Regions from separate parts of the Mus musculus genome. Here region 1 is linked to region 2. Evidence: chromatin contacts called from public Hi-C data. All regions are on one chromosome and are shown on one strand. The core of a region is the stretch at or near the end of the contact, and the rest is flanking DNA. Distances in the headings are between cores, read along the strand shown.

The links. A called contact is a pair of places that touch in the nucleus more often than the background predicts.
Region 1: a contact with region 2 is called in a Hi-C map of pro-B cells, with 5 times the contacts expected there. The contact joins two enhancer-like sites. A contact is called at or near these places in 2 of 15 datasets of contacts at CTCF or cohesin (both in the NIH/3T3 cell line), 8 of 484 Hi-C or Micro-C datasets (the Ba/F3 cell line, the HPC-7 cell line, cortical neurons and 4 more) and 1 of 115 datasets of contacts at active chromatin or transcription factors (microglia).

What each region holds. Positions count from the first base shown.
Region 1 is chr5:64,384,893-64,390,940 of GRCm38.p6, reverse strand. It overlaps Gm43837 (a long non-coding RNA gene), which reads right to left. Exons shown (of 3, transcript XR_003955925.1): 3 at 1,066-1,212. Among named protein-coding and RNA genes, the nearest start is that of Gm43837, 10 kb to the right of the region's middle. Within about 2 kb of position 2,275, at least 112 of the 459 cell types and tissues checked have an H3K27ac peak or open chromatin away from gene starts, as enhancers often do. A contact at or near this core is called in pro-B cells, where this site is marked.
Region 2 is chr5:63,903,895-63,909,583 of GRCm38.p6, reverse strand. It overlaps Rell1 (RELT-like 1), which reads left to right. Exons shown (of 7, transcript NM_145923.4): 7 at 1-686. Among named protein-coding and RNA genes, the nearest start is that of Rell1, 62 kb to the left of the region's middle. Within about 2 kb of position 1,948, at least 20 of the 459 cell types and tissues checked have an H3K27ac peak or open chromatin away from gene starts, as enhancers often do. A contact at or near this core is called in pro-B cells, where this site is marked.

The DNA of each region.
Region 1 (6,048 bases), core at 1,026-3,525, 480 kb before region 2:
ATCAGCATGTGAGGTCAAGAGGTAGAGGAGAGTGAAGAGCGTGAAGCCAGGTAAGCCCTAGCCAAACACTGAGAAGAGAGCTCTGGACGTCCTGTGCCTCCCATAAGGAGCGCACATCAAGGGATCGTGGAAAAAGTCTTGTTTATAGTCAGGCTTTCTTTCTCATTCCTGAGGCGACCACAGCTGACCTGGGCAAAACAGGCCTGCCCTGCCCAGACCTGCCCAAGGTGTTCCCTCATTCCTTGGAGGTGAAGATGGTACGGGCGGGGGGGCGGGGGGGAGTTGTGGGAAGGGGTATGGGGGACATGGTCTGGGGATACTGTCTGTCTCAGCCTGCCAGCCCAAGTGGACTCTGAAATTCCAATCTGAGTAGCTGAGAAGACAGAAAATGTTCTGACCCTTTCTGCAATCACAATTTCTTAGAAACATCAACATCAGAAGGTAAAACCTGAGTAGATTAACCACTCAACTTCTTCCCAAATTCTTTTGCCCGTTCCATTCCTTCTGAATGGAAATTTCTTTCTTGTGGCTATTCCTAGTCTCCCTTCCACAGTCAGCTATGGCTCCTGTCTGGGCGGTGGTCTCAGGCACTTCTCCCTCTTTGGCTTCCACACTTGCAGCATCCTTAAACCTTCAGCCAATCAGCATCTCCTTTGCAGGCTCCTTTGCCTCCTCCCTTTGTTCTTTCTGAATGATCATTTTCTTTTCTGTGACATCGACAACAAGAACTGAAGAAACAGAAGGAAAGGTAGCTGTAAGCAGAGGGAGGCTGGAAAGGGATTTTCTCTCAGAGAGAGAAGAAAGAAAGAGTGTAGAGATGCCTAGCAGCCCCCTGGAGGTTTTGAGGAAAGAGAACCCAGGCAGGTTCTGGAAGCAACAGAAAGAAACAGGGTGGAGATTGTAGCAGGGGTGGCTCTGTGGTGTGGTTACAGAGTGTGAAAAATGCAGTAAAGGGGATACAGCAATTCTGAAACCTCCCCTGGTGCCAGGGACCCTTATGCTTTAACTGCATCACCACTGTGGGACTAGGTGGCCTGGGCTCAGCCTTCATTGGCTCACCTCCGCACGATCCTTCCATCTTTGACCTTGCCCTTTCCAGTGTCTGGCACAGTGCCTAGGCTGTGGTAGTTGCTCAGAAAGGGCTCCCTTCTTTCCTCTCTCCAGCTCCGGGGCATCCTTCATGTTGACATGGGGACAGAATTGGAGTTGAGGCTGATAGGACAATAGGAGATGAGGAGGGAGGGTAAATAATGCATAGCACTGAACCCTCCCCCCCCCCCCACACCCTGGACCAAATACCAGCCTCACAATGCTGATCTTGGCAGGGGGCCCACCATCTACCAGACCCCCCCACCCCCGCAGGCCTCTGGGGTATGGCTAATTAAAGACACGCTTACTCATTTCATTCCCAAGTCACTATTTAAGGAAATAGAACCATGCCATTCCTCTAAGGCCTCTGACCTTAGATACTAGAGGCAAACAATGCCGGGGCTTGTCCAAGTGGCCATAAATGCAGAGCTGTTCAAAGAGCAATTGAGGGCCAGAAAGGGAGGACAGCACAGGCCACACAGCTGGGCCAGCTGCTGGATGGTCCCCTCCTTCCATTCTCCCCACTCTCTCCTCTTCCCCATCCCCTGCAGAAGCTAGTGGCAACCCTCCCACCCTGACACCCCCTCCCTACCACCTCCTCACAGTTAGCTCCTGGTTTTCTGAGCTCATTCAGACTCCTAGCTGACTCAGAGAAGCCTTAGTGATCTCCATGGATTTCAAGCAGGAGCAACTTGCAGCCTCTGGGATTTTTCAGGGTTTTTTGAGACTAAAGAAAAACATGGCTTTTGTATCTGTGTGTCGTGTATGTGCACATGTATGTTCATGTGTACATGTCTATCTATGCATGTAGGCAGAAGTCAGATAAGGACACCTGGGATCTTGTCCCATTACTCTCCTTTTTATTCCTCCTAGACAGGGTCTCTGAACCTGTGTCTGGACTGATGTATTGAGGATTGGTTCTAATGCTTTGATTTAATCAGGAATCTGTGTGTCCAAATGCTGAAGGACCTTGTCCCCAATTGGTTTTTGATTGATCAATAAAGATGCTAGCAGTCAATGGTTGGGCAAAAGGAGATGGACCGGGACACTTAGATTTGCGAGGGCTTGGGATAGAGAAGTGGAGACAGAGGATTGCCTGAGATGGCTTGAGATGAGTTGAGAGATGGCTCAGATTTAGAGCTGTGGCAGAGAGAGCCTCTGAGCAGTGTAAGAATTCTGGTAAGTGGCCACTGCCCACTTCCCTATTGGGCCTGGGGTAGCAGGCAAAGGCTTAGCACTGCCTAACCTTTGAGCTAATCACAGCATTTCAAAAACAAGCTAGTGTGTGTGTATCTTTCATTCGCCAATGAAAGAGTCCCTTGGTGGGTGACTGGAAGTGTGTGACCGGCCGGGAGCACAAAGTGGAATGGTATGTCTCTGCTTCTCCACCAGCCCCCTTCTCAGCATTGGGGTTAGAGGTGCACATAGAGCCATGCCTGGCTTTTTATGTGCATCATGGGATCCAATTCTGGTCTTTTAACGCTCTTGCTTATGGAGTCATGTGTTCAGTCCCCAAACACAAACTTTAATCAACACACTCTTGGCTGGGATCTGCCTATGTCAGATGTGGTATTGAGAAGGGAAGGGCAGAGAATGCAAAGCTTTCGATAGACTGTAGTGATCACTCAATAAAGGGCCTCCAGAGACTGCTCTCTGCTTCCTGCAGATGGAGCCTCTTGAGAACTTCCTCTGACAGCCATGAGCTCTGCAACTCCCTCCCTGCTGTGATGAGCTGAAACCTCTGAACCCGAGAACCAACATAAACTCTCCTCCACCATCTCTCTCCTCCACCATCTCTCTCCTCCACCATCTCTCTCCTCTACCATTTCTGTTGGAGATAGTGGTCAGAGTGATATTCAAGTAACAAACACAGAAAACAGATAGCAGAGAAGTAGGGTGACTTCTATGAACACCCCAAAGTCATCCTGCTTAGACTTTGGCAGATGATTTGTGGAAGGAATTTGGAAGTTTGGGGCAGTGGACTGGAGAAGCCCTGACATGCTGTGAATGTAATGGATGATTCTGGTCCAAATGTAGAAGACCCAGAATGCTGACAGAAACACGGATGGCAAAGGACAGGCTCAGAGGCTCCAGACAAGGACAGGGATTGTATAGGGAATTAGATCTCAAGTCATTTCTATTATATCTCCAGAAGGAATTTGTCTGTATTCTTTAAGGTCTTTAAATTTTGAAGTGAAGCTGGGTTTTTCTGTTGTTTTGTTTCCAAGGCAGGGTTTGTCTGTGTAGCCCCCACTGTTCTGGAACTCACTTTGCAGGTCAGGTTGGCCTCGAACTCAGAGATCTGCCTGCCTCTGCCTCCTGAGTGCTGGGACTAAAGGTGTGCACCACCAATCCAGCTTTGAAGCTGGTTTTTAAAAGAGTGAGCCAATTTATTTGGTTGAAAAAATTCCAAGTCTTCACAGCATTCAGGCTGGTACAGGGCCATTTTTGGCTGCTTTTAGTCAGGAAACTCCGAGCAGGAAAATTTGGGAAAACATGCAGTTTGAGAGAGAAAAACAAAAAACACAAAACACAAACTTACCTAAAGTTGGAGGTAAAACCAGTATAGACAAAGCAGCTAATCTGTTAAACAGATTAGCATCCTTCAAGAAGCTGCTTGCAGCACTAGGAAATGGGAGTGGAAGTGAGACCCCGCCCTGCTCTACGGTGTGAAAGTACAGACTCATTGAAAGAATTTCCTTTGTAAGAGAGAATGAAAAACATGCCTTCCTAAACAGGGTCTTCCAGAACTGATACACATGTACACACAGAGACTGTAACAATACAAACAAGACCTGCATAGTTACAAATCAGACAAGAGCCCAGGATGGAGAAAGGGAAGTGGAGGAGTCCACTCCTGACCAATCCTAACCATCAAACTAGTTGCAAACAAAACTCCTGGGAACGGGAAAATCCGTGTTCTTCAATGGAGAGATGCACAGATGTATCAACCTCACTCCAGGGTAGACTCCATGCCCAGGAGTAGTCGACTAACACAAAGTAGACTCTGTGCTTGATTGTATGTGAGTTGCATTATTTTATTTGGTATTTTTTTCTTACTGGTTTTCCTTTCTTTTCCTGTCTTTTCTTTTCTTTTTTGGTTTGTTTGTCTGTTTTGATTTTCTCTTTCATTTTTCTTTTTCTTATGAGAGAAAAGACGTGAAGCTGTGTAGAGTAGGGAGATGGGGAGGAGATGGGAGAAGTTGGGGGAAAGGAAAATGTATGATCGAAATGTATGGATAAAAACAATTTTAAAGAAAGTTTTAAAGCCCTCCTAGAAAAGCACTGACTAGAAGTATTTTCTTTGGTACAACAAAGTGGGCTCTCAGAAGCTGCGTATGCCTAGGGGCTATGTGTGTCTGACACTGTACAAGTGTGTGTGCACTCAGGGCTGCGTGTGCCTGATGCTGCCTGAGAAACTACAGGATTTAATGGTCATCATGCCAGGTTTCAGTCTTGCTTTGATCCTATCTTTTTTTGCTGCCCTCTTGTTTCTTTTAGAATGGCAGCATTCAGCCTATGTCCTCTTATACGCCATTTCAGTTTTGATTGAATGGCTCACAGCCCGGAGTTTTCTCTTGGGCCTCAGAAGAGACACTGGACTCTGGAACAACGTTGAGACTATTAAGACTACAGGAATTCTTAAAATTAGACACGATGCAGCTCTAGTCACGAGATGCCCACGAGCCTTTGGGTCCAGTGGTAGAATATTGCGGCTTGACTCTGAAGTGCCCCCACAGGCTCAGGCTTTGAGAGCTCATTCCCCATGTGGTGGTTCTATCCTGGGAGGCTGTGGAATGGGAAGTGGAGCTTTGCTAGCGGAAGGAGGTCATTTAAGTCAGACCTCAGAAGATAGCCCAGCCTCTAGCCCTGGCCCACTGTGACGTGAAGGGTCTTCCATCACATGCTCCGGCTGCGGTGGGCTCTCACATGTCTGCCCCACTCTGAAACCAGGAGTCGAAATAAACTTTCCTTCTTAGGCTGTTTCTGTCAGATCCTTTGGTTGAATACGAAAGCAGCCGATACAGAGAGGAAATCAGATACTAGTGCATCCGAGAGCACGATGCCATCCCAGGTAGGACAATCCATTGGCGCAGTACGTTTCATGGGCTGGGGTTCCAGACTGAGTATTAGAAAAAGCAACTTGAGCATGCGCATTAGCTCTTCTCTGCTTCCCGACTTGAGGTACCTAGCTAGCTGCCTTACTTTTCTCCCACCACACCTCCCCACCGTGATGGTCCACACCTTCAAACTGAGAGCGGAAATAAACCCTTCCTTCCCTAAACTGTAGATGTTCTTACAGTAACGAGATGAGCAATGAACAGGCCATTTAAGATTAGAAAACATTGCCGGGCGGTGGTGGCGCACGCCTTTAATCCCAGCACTTGGGAGGCAGAGGCAGGCGGATTTCTGAGTTCCAGGACAGCCAGGGCTACACAGAGAAACCCTGTCTCGAAAAAACCAAACCAAAAAAAAAAAAAAAATAGAAAACATCTTTCAATGCTTCAGTGTCCCCAAGCAACTGTGGTGATTTTTTATTTTATTTTTTATTACTTTACTTTGGTTTATTTCCATTTAAATAATAAAAAAAATCTGTCTGTACTAAGTGAATTCTCATCCTTCTGACTGAATTGGTAAACCTCAGTGACACTGTGGGTGAGCTAGGACTGACAAGATGGCTGAGGAGGTGAAGACACCGGTCACCAGGTCTAACAGGCTGGGTTCTGTAAATCCGCAGGGAACAAAGAAGGAACCAACTCACTTGGGCTGCCCTCTGACCTCCACCCTGAGCCTTGGTGCACTGTTTGAAACTGATTTGTAACAGAATATCTACTAAAAAAGTTTAAGGTTACTAAGTAACTATAAAACTAATTTTCATTGAGCTAATCTGACAAAATGGCTTTAGACCAAGAGTAGGGCTTGTTCCCTAATTGAGTAATTAAAACTGATTCCTTCTAA
Region 2 (5,689 bases), core at 699-3,198:
TATTTTTTAATTTTATTCAATGTAGAGCACTTTCTATAGCAATAAAAAAAAACAAAACAAAAAAAAATAAGCAAAGATATTTAAGATTGTATTTATATACCCAGAGTACATTTTAAACATTTTCTAATACTTGAGCAGATGGGTGACTGGCTTCCAGAGATGCCAAAAATTAAACATTCAATACATTCAACACATAAGCTTTGTCCTGGTTTGCACAGCCTGGTGAGAATCCTGAGGGTTCCCAGCATAGTTGGCGTTTAGGGTCCCTCCTCCTCCCTCCTCCCTCAGAAGTTCTGAGGATCCTCGACAAGGTCACTGTCCACGACACTAATGATGGATCGCTTCTTGGTGTAAAGGAAAGAGTCACTCGGTTGCCATCTTGATGTAAAACATTTTGTAAAGGAAAATTTTTTGGTTTCCAGTGTCAAATGTATTTTTAACTGTCTGGTTTGTACTTTTTATGAATTTTGTACTACCAAAGCAGAGTTAAAAATAAAAGCATTAAACCAGTGTGCTTGAATGAGCGACATCTTACAGGACCAGCTTCTTAAGTCTTCGATTGTTGAGTAATCGTTAGGCTGGTCTGATTGGATTTCCCCTTTTATAGCACCTCTACCTCCTCCCCCGCCCCCGCCCCATGGATGATTTGGGACATAGAGAAATAAATATAGTGTGGAGTTTATGGGTACCCCTCAGTCTGCTAATCTTAGTGTTCAACATCTTACATCACCATAGGAACATGATCATGACTAAGAAAGCAGCATCCGTCCAAGATTGATAAACAAATTAGAACTCAGGGGGAGGGGGATTCCCACTTTGCCCTGAGTTATTGCATCTCCGAAGACTGCTCACTAGTCCAGTCTCTTGATCACAACACTGTAGTAAGCTGCTCGGCTCTCTACAGTGTCCTTCCATTTGAGCTGGGGAACTTTCTCATTGGAGAGACTTGAAGTTTTGCCTTGGTAAGGATGCTGCACGTCAGGGGACATGGAGTTGACATGTGTCATCTTGTGATTTCCAGTCAGTCATTTGGTTGTCATGTCTAGCAGGCTTCAGTATGTTACAGTTACTATTTGTGCCTCTGTAATGAAGAGGGAAGATACTCGGGGATGAGGCTAGTAACTTACCTGTGTTTACCTTTTCGTCTGCTAGCTTTACCATCCATTGGAGGTGACTTCCCCAGGACTCCAATCAACAAGTTACCAAGAGCTTGGCAACTAATGCAATATAGAAAGCTATTTCAGGCCAGAGCTAGAAACAACGTTTCTCCAGGGTTAGGTCCACCCTGTATTCTGAGGGAGGTGTTTGTTAGAAAGTTCTCAGCATTTCCTGGTTTGAAGTTCTGCATCATTGAAGATCTGTGTCTTGAGATATCCTTCTCTGTGGGTATCCTATTCCTCCTTTTAAGGCCATCTGCCCCCTGGCTTAGGGGCCCACTGCAATCCATCATAAGAACTCATCTTAACTTGGTTACATTTGCAAAGATCCTAGCTCCCAGAAGGGTCACGCGAGGCCTATTCTAGGTGTTGAAATTTCAGTATCAATGTGGGTTTTTTTTTTTTTTCTGGGTGCGAGGGAGCAGGACAAGGGCATACAACTCCATTCCCTCGAGGATAGTGCCTGTAATGAAAGCTCTTACAGATTGATGCCTTTGGCACGGTGCTCTCTCTCCCCACTTCCCCCACGCTCCTCTGTCTCGCCTATTTCTAGCCCCTTACTACGTTCTGGCCCAGACGGTGCCCCAGGCTCTTCTTGTTTTCTTGTTCCTTGCCCCAGTGTTGTAGAAAATATTTAATCTCAATTTGAGGTTTCTACCCTGACTTTGACCATTTTTTTTTCCTAGATAAAAGACACAGGGAACCTTTATATTTACAAGCCTTAAACAGCACAGCTGGGCAAATATCTACCTTCTATGCTGTTAAAATATATTTCCTGTTGATAACCCTGAGTTATTACTGTTTCACATGGGCTGCTCTTAACTCCAGTTGGCCAGCCCTCAGGGCTGTGCTTTCTTGACTCCTAACCCAGGGCATCTTACTCCCCTCTCCACCTTTCTCTCTCCCCTTGTGATCATCTCCAACTCCAATGCTGCCGGGAACACTAAGCCCCCACCTATCTCAATTTTGCCCAGCTATAGGCTGTAGGCATCTTTATTCACTAATCAGAAATAACTTGAATCTATGTGGGGACTCTCTGGGACAACCAAGTCTTGCTCCCCTCACACTTAGCATTACAATTCATAGCAACAGACCAAACCTCAACATCCCATCCTTAGGACCAACTGCGAATCTAAGGAGCCCTAAGTCATTTTGCTAGAGAATGGTATTTTTTAAAATAAGGACACAAGCTGTGCTCATTGATACTGGGTGTCGCAGCCTCTGCCCTCTGTATAGTAATCCATATAGTATACACATCTTTGTGTTTCTGTGTGCTAAGAGTCCAAGTCCACACGGTACCTCTGACTCCGTACTTGTTCCATTCATTTTAACCTTATGTTATTTTCAACTTTGTAGGAAACACCACTCTTACTATATAAGAACGTTTTCAATGCAGGCATGCACATTTAGGGCCTGAGGTTCTCTCCACAGTCATTCCCGCCTTCATCTGTGTTCACAGGCACTGTCAGGGTTGGGAATGTGGCAAATCATGGCCAGTCTGGATCCCCTGGTCAGTGCTCTCTGTATCTGGGCTCCTGGAGGATCTATGGTTTTGGGGGTGGGGCACTGTTTATGGTTTTGCACACTTCTGCAATTCCTTCTCAAGTTTGTCTTGCTGGCCAGCCTTGCGCTATCCAAAACTTACAGTTGAAAAAGTGAAGGTTAGGGGACTTACAAATGGGGTCCCCGCAACTTGGAGCTTTGTAGCCAAGTGTTTGACGCTGAGCATCCACCTTACACAGAGATAGCACTTTGGCCCCCTCTTCTGGTTGGATGTAGGAACTGCAGTGGGGCATGATCCGGCCATTTGTGTGTACTGGTGTGCAGAGCCCCCGTGATGTGTTGGCAGAATGAATAAACCTTTAAAAATAAAGGATATCACTAGCTAGCTAATGGGAGTAAAGGAGCGAGTTTGGTTTTTTTTTCCTGATCATTTTTTTTCTGACCCTGTCAATCTATCTTGTTTTTCCCTTCAAACGCTTCCTCACTGTCTGAGGCCAGACAGTGCCTGTGAACACAGATGAAGGCAGGAATGACTGTGGAGAGAACCTCAGGCCCTAAATGCTGTCATAGAAATGGTGTGACTAAGCAATTGGGACTCAGAGAGATAGCTTGACCTTCGATGTAGAGCTGAGCCTTACCTCTGCCACTCACGCTGTATGCTGGGAACCAGGCTCTTGGCTTCTTTGAGGCTTAGCATTTTCCCGAGCCATCGTTTGCACAGTGGATTTGCTTGTTGGTTTACTTTTGCATGTGGATGTGGTGTGTGTGTGTGTGTGTGTGTGTGTGTGTGTGTGTGTGACATGCCTGTGTGTTGTACATTCTCATGTGTGTGGGCATGCATATGTTAATACTGAGTGTCTTAAATTTCTCTTTACTTCATTGGGTTCTCTAACTAAACCCAGGCACCACTGATTTAATTAGTCTAGCTACCCAGCTTGCTGTAGGGATCCCTTTGTGCTTTTTTAAGGAGTAGAAAATTCACACAAAATCGTGATGCGTGCCATAGCCTGCCCGTAAACTCCCAGAAGGCACTGCTGTTTTAGTGGGTATTGGTGCCACTGTTTTGTATGGCTATAAACAAAATACCTGGGGTCGAATGGTTTCAAAGGATAAAAGGCTTAACTGCTCCCAAGTTTGGGAGGTTGAAAAGTCTGAGCTTAGCAGCCACATTTAATAAAGCCCTTGATGTTCACTGGACAATGGCAGGTGCACCATCACTGTAGCAGGAGGGTTTGTGAGACGGGCCAAGGAAGACTCAGAGAAGAGGAAAAACCGCTCTCAGGGTAACCAATGCAACCCCACAAGACACAACTCACTCCTTAATTCTGTCTTGAGACCTGATGCTGTTACTTGAGAAATAAACAGTTTGTTCTTGAGAGTGGAGCCTCCACAGCCTAATGACCCTTTAAGATCCCACGGGCCCTCAACATGATTACCTTGTGAAGAAGGAACGCTAAAAGAAAGAGTCACCTTAATATGAGCTACTCACTTTAAGGGTGATGTGACCTAAAAGTCTAAGTGGGGTCAACTCCTGTGTGTGCACCGGTCAGTATGGGATGAAATAAAGGGGATAAAGTTTGTTCCAGATAAGTGCCTCTGTATTGTAATTTTAATGATGGGTGATAATTGATGATGTAAGTGGGAAAGGGTCACTTTATCACTTTAGAGATGGGTGTAATCAGAAGTGGTTTGGAGAGCTTTGGTGTGTAGCAGTTAAGACTTAGTTTCTAAGATGTTGAATGTGACTTGTGAAAGTGAGCCAGTGACCTCAGCCAAGTGACCAGAAGACAGCTAATTGTGATGGTTTGCCAGGAGCTGGGCAGGTGAGCAGCACTGTATGTCTTAGTGTTGTCTTGTGGTGCAGAGGGAGTCCTGGCCATCGCCTCTGCTTTACACATGGATGTGACTGGAGCAATGGGTCTCAGTACGCCCAGGCAGGATTTGCTTGCAGACACAATTGATGGAGAGGATTTCAGTCCATAATTCAACCAATAGCCATCTCTCCCAGCAAATTACTTTTGAAGTAGTGTGTATATAGTTATTTCATCTTGCTATAAATAAGTAAGCCATAAATAAATAATTTATGGTTTAAATATGACATCCATTTTTACTAGATTGTCACTTGGTTTATGGCTAATGTCATGAAAACCTTTATGAGTCTGGATTTGCAAATTCATAGTTTAAGCCTTTGGCTGCTCTTCAGTCATTGTTTTAGACAAGAAGAACTTGGAATGGAACCTAGGGTTTTGCACATGCAAGGAAAACACTTGACCATTCAAGCGATCTCCCCAGACTTTTCTTTTTCCCTCCCTCCTGTCCATCTGTCCTTCCTTCCTTGCTTGCTTCCTTGCATTTGAGACAATGAATCATTATATAACCCAGGCTAGACTTGAACTCAAAACCTTCCTGCCTCATCCTCTGGAGGGCTGGGATTATGGAAATGTACCATATGCCCCGCTGTTACGTTGTTATTCTATCATACATTCCTCATATCATTTTGCTTTCAAAGCATCAGGATTCTCCTTTTTTGTTTTAGATTTATTTTAGTTTATGTTTATGGATGTGTCTATGCATCTGCCATATACATGTGCCAGACTGCCAATTAGAGTACTTAGTTAGAACCTGTGTGTCTGCCATGTATGTGAGCATGTGTCTGGGAAAGCTGGAAGCCAGAAGATGGAGGCAGACACCATGCAGCTGTAGTTACATTGGTCATGAGTGGCCCAATGTGAGTCCTGGGATGTGGGTCTTGGGATGTGGGGACTCTTCCTCTGGAAGAGTCACAAGCACAAAGTAGCAAGGTTCTAACTAAGCACTCTAATTAGCAGTCTGGAATGTGCAGTTTTTGATAAGGGAAATAAGTGAAATTCTTTCCCTGTTTTCTGGCCTTTAGGTTACATTTTAGCTTAGTTTCATATTAACTATTCCCAAATGCCTGGAAGTGATTCCCCAGCAGCCCCAATGAAGGAACAGTGGTAGGTGGGTGGCATTGGATGTGCGTTTTCAAGTGTGCACACACACACACACAC